2 separate regions of the Macaca mulatta genome follow, and region 2 is linked to region 1. The links are chromatin contacts, called in public Hi-C maps. All regions are on one chromosome and are shown on one strand. Each heading gives the region's core, a stretch centred on a gene start, on an enhancer-like site or on the middle of the called end of the contact. The rest is flanking DNA. Distances are from core to core; before and after follow the strand shown. Region 1 holds the start of SNX18 (sorting nexin 18). Region 2 has its middle 150 kb from the start of ESM1.

Region 1 (4,624 bases), core at 686-3,185:
TATCTAAGACCCTCTAGAGGTAGGGGTTTTCCTGCCACTAGTGGCCATAGGCCCAAACATCATGACAGCCTGTCCTCATCCTTCTGGAAGCCCAATGTGTGGCAAGCACAGAGGCCTCCCACTGGACCCCTACAAACTAAGCACCTGCAGATGCCCATGCCTCAGTGCTACAAACAACCTCGGACACCCAATAATTCCTCAACCACCGTTTCTACACAGTAGCTCAACCAGTCTGTAAAAAACCATCACCTTAAACTCCTGGAATTTTCACACCTGAAATAAGCCCAAAGTTACTGTACTTTATTCTAAAAAGTAACTACTAAACCAATAGAAGGGGTGAAACTATTTATCTTACATATTCTAGGTTAGCTTTTCAGAAGTAAAATGAGTTGTATTCTAGAGGTTTAGTTAATGTGGACTTCATGTTTCTGACCACATGAAATGTTGGCATTGAAATTCAATGACCCCTGTTGCTTACTGTGAGAACAGTCAAAACCCAGAATTTTCAGCTAAAAATGTAATTTAGAATATGCTTACTGAATTGAATTAAGGTTTTGCATTAGGATAAACACTGTGGGAGTGATTCTGGTGTAGTGGGTTGGTGGTTTTGTGCAAGATGCTTACAATACCGCAGCCCTTAGAATAATTGTACACTCTTCTGGCCCGTTTCCCAGATTTCCTTGAAAAGGGTCAGAGGACAGGCTGAAATTAATGACACATGAATGCGGAACCCCAATTAGAAGTGTCTTCAAAGGAATAATTAGGCTAGAATTAATAAGAGGGGATTATGAGAAGAAAAAGCTTTGGGCAAATTATACACTGAAGGAAAAGAAGATAGGAAACAAGGCAACGATAGATTGGAACTGATTATTTCAGGAAGTCATTTTTGTTCTATTTATCTTAAAAATAATATAAATATAGTGAGACATGGAGACAACGGATGGATGGTCACTGACCTCATACTAGGAGTGGCAATGTGAGCATTGGGACGCTTCCTCGTGCATGTACCCTGCAATTGTGAGTTTAGTACCCCTATTCCCTTTGTGAAAGAGGCCAGGGATTTTGCTTCCCCCAAATAACAATAACAACAGCAAAAGCAGCAGCAAACCCTTCAAATCTGCTTACCCTGCCAGATATTGTTTCACTTTCCTCATCTGTAAAACAGGGATTACTTTATGATGAAATCCCCACAACAACCCCTGGAGGTAGGAACGATATAAGTGACTTGCTCCAGGTCATACAGCTAGTTAGTGTCAGAACACAGATTGAAATTTAGAAGCCTGGCTCCGAAGTTTGAGCTCTCATTCACAGCACTACATATATCTTTGGGAGGAGAGACAACACATGCATGTAATAAATGTGTGCACATTTATTGTACTGGAAACTCTCCCTCTTTGCTTCTAATTTTGTCAATCACAGCACCTTCCCTGGCTCTTACTTTGTTCTTGTCAATCTCCTCTCCTTGAGCAGAAGAGGGAAGGGAGCCCGCTCCATAGGCGAACAGCCCCTCCGCAGAGGCGTCCTGTTTTCTTAGTGCAATCACTTATTCGCATTGCAAAATATTACATGCGTGGGTTAAGCCATTCTAGGAGCATTCACTGAGCGCTCAGAGTGGAAACGTTTATCATGCATGCAAATACTAACTTACTTTCTAGAGAATGTTTAACTTAAAAGACTAAAAAAATCTCAGATAATTCATTTCAGAATAGAAACCTCCTTCAGCTGCACTCACTATGGCGCCCGGCTTCGCAGCACCGGCCACGAGGGGGCAGTGGCCGCCGCAAAGCCGAGGCGGGCGGTGGGCTCGGCGGCTCGGCCATCGCTTGCTCTCGCCTGGCAATGGGCTCTCGGCCGTGGATTAGCGCAGCTGGAGACGTGGGAGGCCGCCGGCCCCGCCCCCGACCGGTGGCGGCTGCGGCGGCGCAGCGAGGCAGTCGGCACTGCGAAGTGGAGGCACCGCGAGCGGAGGGCGCGACCGGCGGGTCCGGGCAGCGTGGGTTCGCCGCTTTGGGGGCTCCAGTCCGCGCGCCAGGGTCGAGCTGCACCGCGGGCTCCTTAGGTGGGCCTCGGCTCGGGACGCCGGGAGTCGGGACCGCTAGTCAGGGCGCCGGGACCATGGCGTTGCGCGCCCGGGCGCTGTACGACTTCAGGTCTGAGAACCCGGGCGAGATCTCGCTGCGGGAGCACGAGGTGCTGAGCCTGTGCAGCGAGCAGGACATCGAGGGCTGGCTCGAAGGGGTCAACAGCCGCGGCGACCGCGGCCTCTTCCCAGCCTCCTACGTGCAGGTGATCCGCGCCCCAGAGCCCAGCCTGGCGGGAGACGGCGGCCCGAGCGCCCCGGCACGCTACGCCAATGTGCCCCCCGGGGGCTTCGAGCCCCTGCCCGCCGCGCCGCCCGCCTCCTTCAAGCCGCCGCCAGACACCTTCCAGCCGCTGCTGCAGCCACAGCAGGCGCCGCCTCCGAGCACCTTCCAGCCGCCAGGCGCGGGCTTCCCGTACGGTGGGGGCGCCCTGCAGCCGTCGCCTCAGCAGCTCTACGGCGGCTACCAGGCCAGCCAGGGCAGCGATGATGACTGGGACGACGAGTGGGACGACAGCTCCACGGTGGCTGACGAGCCGGGCGCTCTGGGCAGCGGAGCATACCCGGACCTCGACGGCTCGTCCTCGGCGGGTGTGGGCGCAGCCGGCCGCTACCGCCTGTCCACGCGCTCCGACCTGTCCCTGGGCTCCCGCAGCGGCTCGGCGCCTCCGCAGCACCACCCGTCGGGGGCCAAGAGCTCGGCCACAGTGAGCCGCAACCTCAACCGCTTCTCCACCTTCGTCAAGTCCGGCGGGGAGGCCTTCGTGCTGGGGGAGGCGTCAGGCTTCGTGAAGGACGGGGACAAGCTGTGCGTGGTGCTGGGGCCCTACGGCCCCGAGTGGCAGGAGAACCCCTACCCGTTCCAGTGCACCATCGACGACCCCACCAAGCAGACCAAGTTCAAGGGCATGAAGAGCTACATCTCCTACAAGCTGGTGCCCACGCACACGCAGGTGCCGGTGCATCGGCGCTACAAGCACTTCGACTGGCTGTACGCTCGCCTGGCGGAGAAGTTCCCGGTCATCTCCGTGCCCCACCTGCCCGAGAAGCAGGCCACCGGCCGCTTCGAGGAGGACTTCATCTCTAAGCGAAGGAAGGGCCTGATTTGGTGGATGAACCACATGGCCAGCCACCCGGTGCTGGCGCAGTGCGACGTCTTCCAGCACTTCCTGACGTGCCCCAGCAGCACCGACGAGAAAGCCTGGAAGCAGGGCAAGAGGAAGGCCGAGAAGGACGAGATGGTGGGTGCCAACTTCTTCCTGACCCTCAGCACACCCCCCGCCGCTGCCCTTGACCTGCAGGAGGTGGAGAGCAAGATCGACGGCTTCAAGTGCTTCACCAAGAAGATGGACGACAGCGCGCTGCAGCTCAACCACACCGCCAACGAGTTCGCGCGCAAGCAGGTGACTGGCTTCAAAAAGGAGTATCAGAAGGTGGGCCAGTCCTTCCGCGGCCTCAGCCAGGCCTTTGAGCTGGACCAGCAGGCCTTCTCGGTGGGCCTGAACCAGGCCATCGCCTTCACCGGAGATGCCTATGACGCCATTGGCGAGCTCTTCGCGGAGCAGCCCAGGCAGGACCTGGATCCCGTCATGGACCTATTAGCACTGTATCAGGGGCATCTGGCCAACTTCCCGGACATCATCCACGTTCAGAAAGGTAAAGCCTGGCCCTTAGATCAGGTGATATGGAGTGTATTGTGCAGGCTGAAAGGGGCGACTTCGACAGCAGTACTACTGTGGGTAGTAGTACTGGTAGACTCATATTCTACCGGTGGGGAAGCGAGCAGAGACGTGGACGCCTGGCTCTTTTCCCGAGTGTAAGGTGGATTGCTCGACAGGCAGCTTCCTCCTCGAGTATCTCCCAGTAGGGAGTGAGTACTCTTTCTCGAAGGTTCAAAGAGTACCTTTGATAAGAGTGCTATAGTTTTAGAGTTTGAATAGTTGAGTAATGAGCTGCTCAGATCTGTAATCTTCAGACGAGGGTAGAATTAGAAGGGGACCCAAACCATGTTGGGCATCTCTTTGAACACTGCACTGTCACTTAGTGATCGGTTTCAAAAAGCGAGGAAATAGTGGAGAAGAACGGATGTCTGTAAATAAAGAGAAATCTGCTTTCACCCTTCCACACCTCTCAATCTCTGCTTCGGTAGAGGAATTAAGATCAATTCTCTGAGCTTAAGAACTTCCTGCAAAGAATTCTTGCCTGCAACCTTCGCGAAGTAAAGTAAAAACCCTAATTTACTTTGTGAAGTGAAGTAAAAACCCTAATTTTAGGAAAAGCGTACTCATTTTGAGTTTGGAATCATTAATGTACTGAAATTGAGAACGTTGTTTAGGAAAATTGTATAGGGAAACGACGTAGAGTGAATATAATCTGAGGATTGGATCTGAGAGCGGCGTTACTGGTATCCCTGTAAGTTAGCTGTCCAACTGTCAGAGTTCATGAGTTATTAATAGTTGTTAGTGTCTCTGACCTTTGCTAAAGCACTGGAATTTGCAAATTAAAAAAAATATATATAGCAGTAGTCCTTGTCTTAACATTTCT
Region 2 (4,624 bases), core at 781-3,280, 310 kb after region 1:
GATTTTTCCTGATAGACCTTCCAGAAGGGTGACCTTATATAAATCACTTAGCCTCCCACATATTGGTTTTATCAACCTACTTAGGTTGTGGAATAATGAATTCAATTACTGGTGGAACACTTTGCAAATATAAAATGCTAAGAGAGACTACTTAAGCCCAAGTCTTTGTTTGGGGCTGATGACGGACAGATGCACCAGGGGAGAACCAGCTGGTTTCAGCAACAGCCTCATCTGCAGCTGGGCTGCAGCCACTTTGAGGGTTATTAGTTGCCTCCATATCCATTTAGAAAATGTAATGGATTGGCTCTCACGTTTAGCTTGCCTTTAACTCTCTTTCCTACTTTTCTAGGAGAAATTATTTTCTCCACTCACCAAAAGTAAATATTGACCTGGTAGTGTACAAATCAATCCAGCAAGCTAATTTTTGTTTTAATCCTTCATTGAAAATAGTAACTTCAGTTCTTCTACCTACTCTACCCTTCAGTGGGTGGCAGCTAGTGGAGAAAGCCCAGCTTTAAGCTGTGACAAACTTAATCTTTCTGAGCTTGTTTCTTTTTTTTTTTTTTTTTTTTTTTTTTTTTGACACAGAGTCTTGCTCTGTCACTAGGCTGGAGTGCAGTGGCATGATCTCGGCTCACTGCAACCTTTGCCTCCTGCGTTCAAGCGATTCCCCTGCCTCAGCCTCCCAAGTAGCTGGGACTACAGGCAACCACCACCATGCACGGTTAATTTTTTATTTATTTATTTATTTATTTATTTATTTATTTATTTATTTTATTTTAGTAGATATGGGGTTTTACCATGTTGGCCAGGATGGTCTCGATCTTCTGACCTCATGATCCACCCACCTCAGTTTCTTTATCTCGAAAATGGAGTCATTCCTCCCTATGGCCCAGAGGACCTCATGTGATGAAAAGACATGGATTGCAGAACTGCACCTCTTGTGGTGCCTGACAGGTGGTAGTTAGTCAATAATTCCTTTCTACTGTGGATTTCACAGTTTTAGAAAACCAAAACTTCTTTTGTGCAATTCTCTAGAGCAGTCGTCTCCATTTTGAAAATATTATAATCCTTTCATAAAAATGAAAAACTTTCTAGGCCCTCACCTAACAATACTTATATAATACTAACAATACATAAGTGGCAGAAACATCCTATCGATTCAGTGCCTCTTCAGAGGAATTGTATTTTATTTAACCAGCACATCTTCACACATTTGAAAAATAGAAACTTGCATGTGGAAAATACCATTTAGTCTAGAAACTAAGCTTTGGTACATATGTAGGTAGATTTAGGACCTTGCTGCAATGAAACTAACCTCCACAAGTCCAGGCTACAGGTTTAGAACCACTATGTGAGAGCATTCGCATAGTAAATTCTTTTCCGATTCTTTGGGGGAGCCTTTGCATTAACTGTGAAGGTAGTCAGGAAATTACTCCATTTGGATTTAGAGGATATTTTACCTTTATTTTCTTTGCTATATTTTCAAAGAAGATAATTTGAAATAACTGAAAACAGGGCTTTTTAACTTTCTCGTCCAACCCTCCTAGCTCATGCTCCCTCCCATTCGTGCTGCAGACTGGGAATGGCCTGCTTCTCCTCTGACAAGGGCAGCCTGAAAACAAAGCCAAGCCACCCTTGCAGAGTGGCTGGGTCACCTTCAGCAGATTTACAGCAGTCATTTGGCCTACTGATTTATTGATGAACAGGAGGAAGAAGAAAAGGCCTTTCAAAGTCAGGATCTCTTAGAATTAAAGTTATATTCATTCATTCATTCATATATTCATTCATTGAACAAATTTCTCTTTGTGGTGTTTACTAATGTATTCCTAACATCTGGAACTTATAACTGGATACGTAATAGGTGTTCAATATTATTTCATTCTTTCAACAAATGTTTATTAAGCGCCTACCATGTTTTATTAAGCACTGCTAGGTGCTAAGGATACAACAATGAACAAAACAAAGTTTTTGCCCTTATAATCTATAGGGAAAGACAGATAACAAACAAATATCCAATTCAATCTATACTATAAGGTCAGGTATTCTGGGAAAGGGATGGAACGTGGCAGAGAAGGGATTCTATTTTAGTGGTGTTCAGGAAAAGGCTCTCAGAGAAGCTTATATTTGAGCACAGACCTTACATGAAAATTTGAGTAAATCAAATGAGAGTTATAGGAATGCTAATGTTTGCTATTATTAGCCTTATTAAAACTTGTCACTTTTTTAAAAAGTCTAGTGCCTGGAGAGTTTCTAGATGGCCTGTGGTTTTCAGTCATATGATCATCACATTAACCACTGATTAAAGTGCATTTTAGTTTCACATTGTTTTTCTCTGTAACATACCGGCATGTACAAAAACTAGCTGGCCCTCATTGATTGGTGCCTGGGTGAAGTTCTGAATGCTTTGGCTGGGAAAGGACTTAAGAGCCCAATGCCCATTGCTGGGTGGAGTGACCCAGTAGGCCAGGTCCTGTGGAGAGGAGTCCCCATCTTCTGCACAGAGGTCACCACCGGTCATCTCAGTGAACAGAATTCATCCACACCTTAAAAAGAAGTGAATCACAGATCTTTTGAGGACCAATGTCAATCACATCACATTAGTAAACTGGATAACAATGACATCCTGTCCTCTTGCACAAAGATTTAAAATCCAAAGCAATTCACCAGAGTTTTTAAAGCATGAACTTTCTTCATTTGAAACAGATGTATAATTAAATGCCAGATGAAATACAAAGCATGAAGTACTGTTTAGTTAATTTATGAGGTTTATGAGGTTTCAATAAAGAAATAATATTCATAATTAATCCAATTTCATTATGTAAAGTGCATGTACATTTGTATAATGTAGAAAAACACCAAAAATTGATGATGACTAAGCCCCTTTTGTGTGTATGACACATGCTGGATACTCTATATGGGGTCTCAGATAATTCAGGACCTACTTCATAGGATTTATTTAAGGATTTCCATTCATTGCTGTAAGACACAAATTATTTCACTAGCTTTTAAATAGTTGAGGGGAAATAAAAACCACATTGCATATTTTTTTATTCTATTTGTCCTACCTGTCTTACAAGAAGACAGATATCTGGTTCTTATGACCTTGCAATGTTTGCTGTGCTGATAGCACACATCTGCAATTGTATCTGAGTAATAGTCCCTGTTTTCCAATTACATTTAAAATCTATTCACATTGCCTAAACATCTTAATTCAATGATTCATCAAGCATTTATCGAGCATTTCCCATCTTCCAGACAATGTTCTGGGTGTTTGCAGTACATCAGTAACCAAAAAAAGAGTCCTGTTCTCAAACGCCTCCATTCCAGCAGGAAGGGACAAAGGAACACAGAGAAGAAGCAATGGCATAATAAAGAAATGAATTAAATAAGGTGTCAAAAAAAGTCATATCACTATGAAAAAAGAAAACATAAAGCAAGATAAGGGGAGGCCTCAGGAGTGGGCAAATGTTAAGTATGAGGTTCAGTTTGAGGAAAGACTGGAAGGAGGTGAAGAGGGAGCCCGTGAATACGTAAATATCTAAGGGAGGACCATCCAGGCAGAGGAAACAGCCCAAAGGCAGGGCTCACCTGTTGGAGGACTAGGAAATCAGTCAGTTGGAAGGAGCAGAATAAGCAAGATGAAGAGTAAAAGGAGATGAGTTGAAACATAATGAAGTCGTCATATGGTTTGGGGTCTTGAACACTACTGTAAAAACTCTGGCTTTTCCTTGAGTGCAATTATGGATCATTATAGAGTTTTAGGTGAGGAGTGACCTGGTCAGACTCATGTTTTCACAGAATCCTTTAGCTTCTGTGTCAGGAACAGACTGTGGGAGGGACAGAGAGACCAGTTAGGAGGTGACTGCAATCATCCCAGAGAAGGATGATGACAGAAGAGAGCGGCCCCAGAAGTTGCAGAGGTGGTATGAAGTGGCCAAATTCTGGGTGTCTGTTGAAGACAAAACCAGCAGACTATTTCAATGTGGGGAGGTGTGAAAGAAGGAAAGGTGGTGACAATGACTCTATGGCTTGGGCCTCAGAAAAGAGGACAGGGTTACCGTCAGTTGAGATCAGGAAAGCTGAATGTAGAGTAGATTTGGGGAGTAAGATCAGTAGTTCAGTTTTGAACATGGGTTTAAAATGTTTATATGGACACCAAATCACATTTGATGGAATTCAGCTGTTTTGAGTTTCTCTAATCATGTAGTCACAGGATACTTCACTAACACTAAAGACAAGTAGTTTTATCACTAATTCAATTTTCACATTTCTATCTGTATTTGTATTTATATATATTTTTCTTACCCACAGAAACATCATGTGCACATACCCAAGCATATGTGTCATTCTTTTTCTCTGGCTAGAACCTTATCATCTTCTAAGCTTTTTGCTAACTTGTTTAAAAATTCAGTCCTAACATAGGCATAGGCAAGGACTTCATGTCTAAAACACCAAAAGCAACGGCAACAAAAGCCAAAATTGACAAACAGGATCTAATTAAACTAAAGAGCTTCTGCACAGCAGAAGAACCTACCATCAGAGTGAACAGGCAACCTACAGAATGGGAGAAAATTTTTGCAATCTACTCACCTGACAAAGGGCTAATATCCAGAACCTACAA

Evidence for each region. A called contact is a pair of places that touch in the nucleus more often than the background predicts.
Region 2: a Hi-C map of blood shows a contact between it and region 1, with 5 times the contacts expected there. The contact joins the enhancer-like site here to the promoter of SNX18 in region 1. A contact is called at or near these places in 8 of 14 Hi-C or Micro-C datasets (CD4 T cells, blood, cortical neurons and 5 more).

Annotation. Positions count from the first base shown.
Region 1 is chr6:62,322,615-62,327,238 of T2T-MMU8v2.0, forward strand. It overlaps SNX18 (sorting nexin 18), which reads left to right and starts at 1,936. Exons shown (of 2, transcript NM_001261750.1): 1 at 1,936-3,736. The coding sequence starts at 2,116.
Region 2 is chr6:62,637,346-62,641,969 of T2T-MMU8v2.0, forward strand. It overlaps the pseudogene CSPG4BP. Among named protein-coding and RNA genes, the nearest start is that of ESM1, 150 kb to the right of the region's middle. Within about 2 kb of position 2,031, at least 3 of the 40 cell types and tissues checked have an H3K27ac peak or open chromatin away from gene starts, as enhancers often do. A contact at or near this core is called in blood, where this site is marked.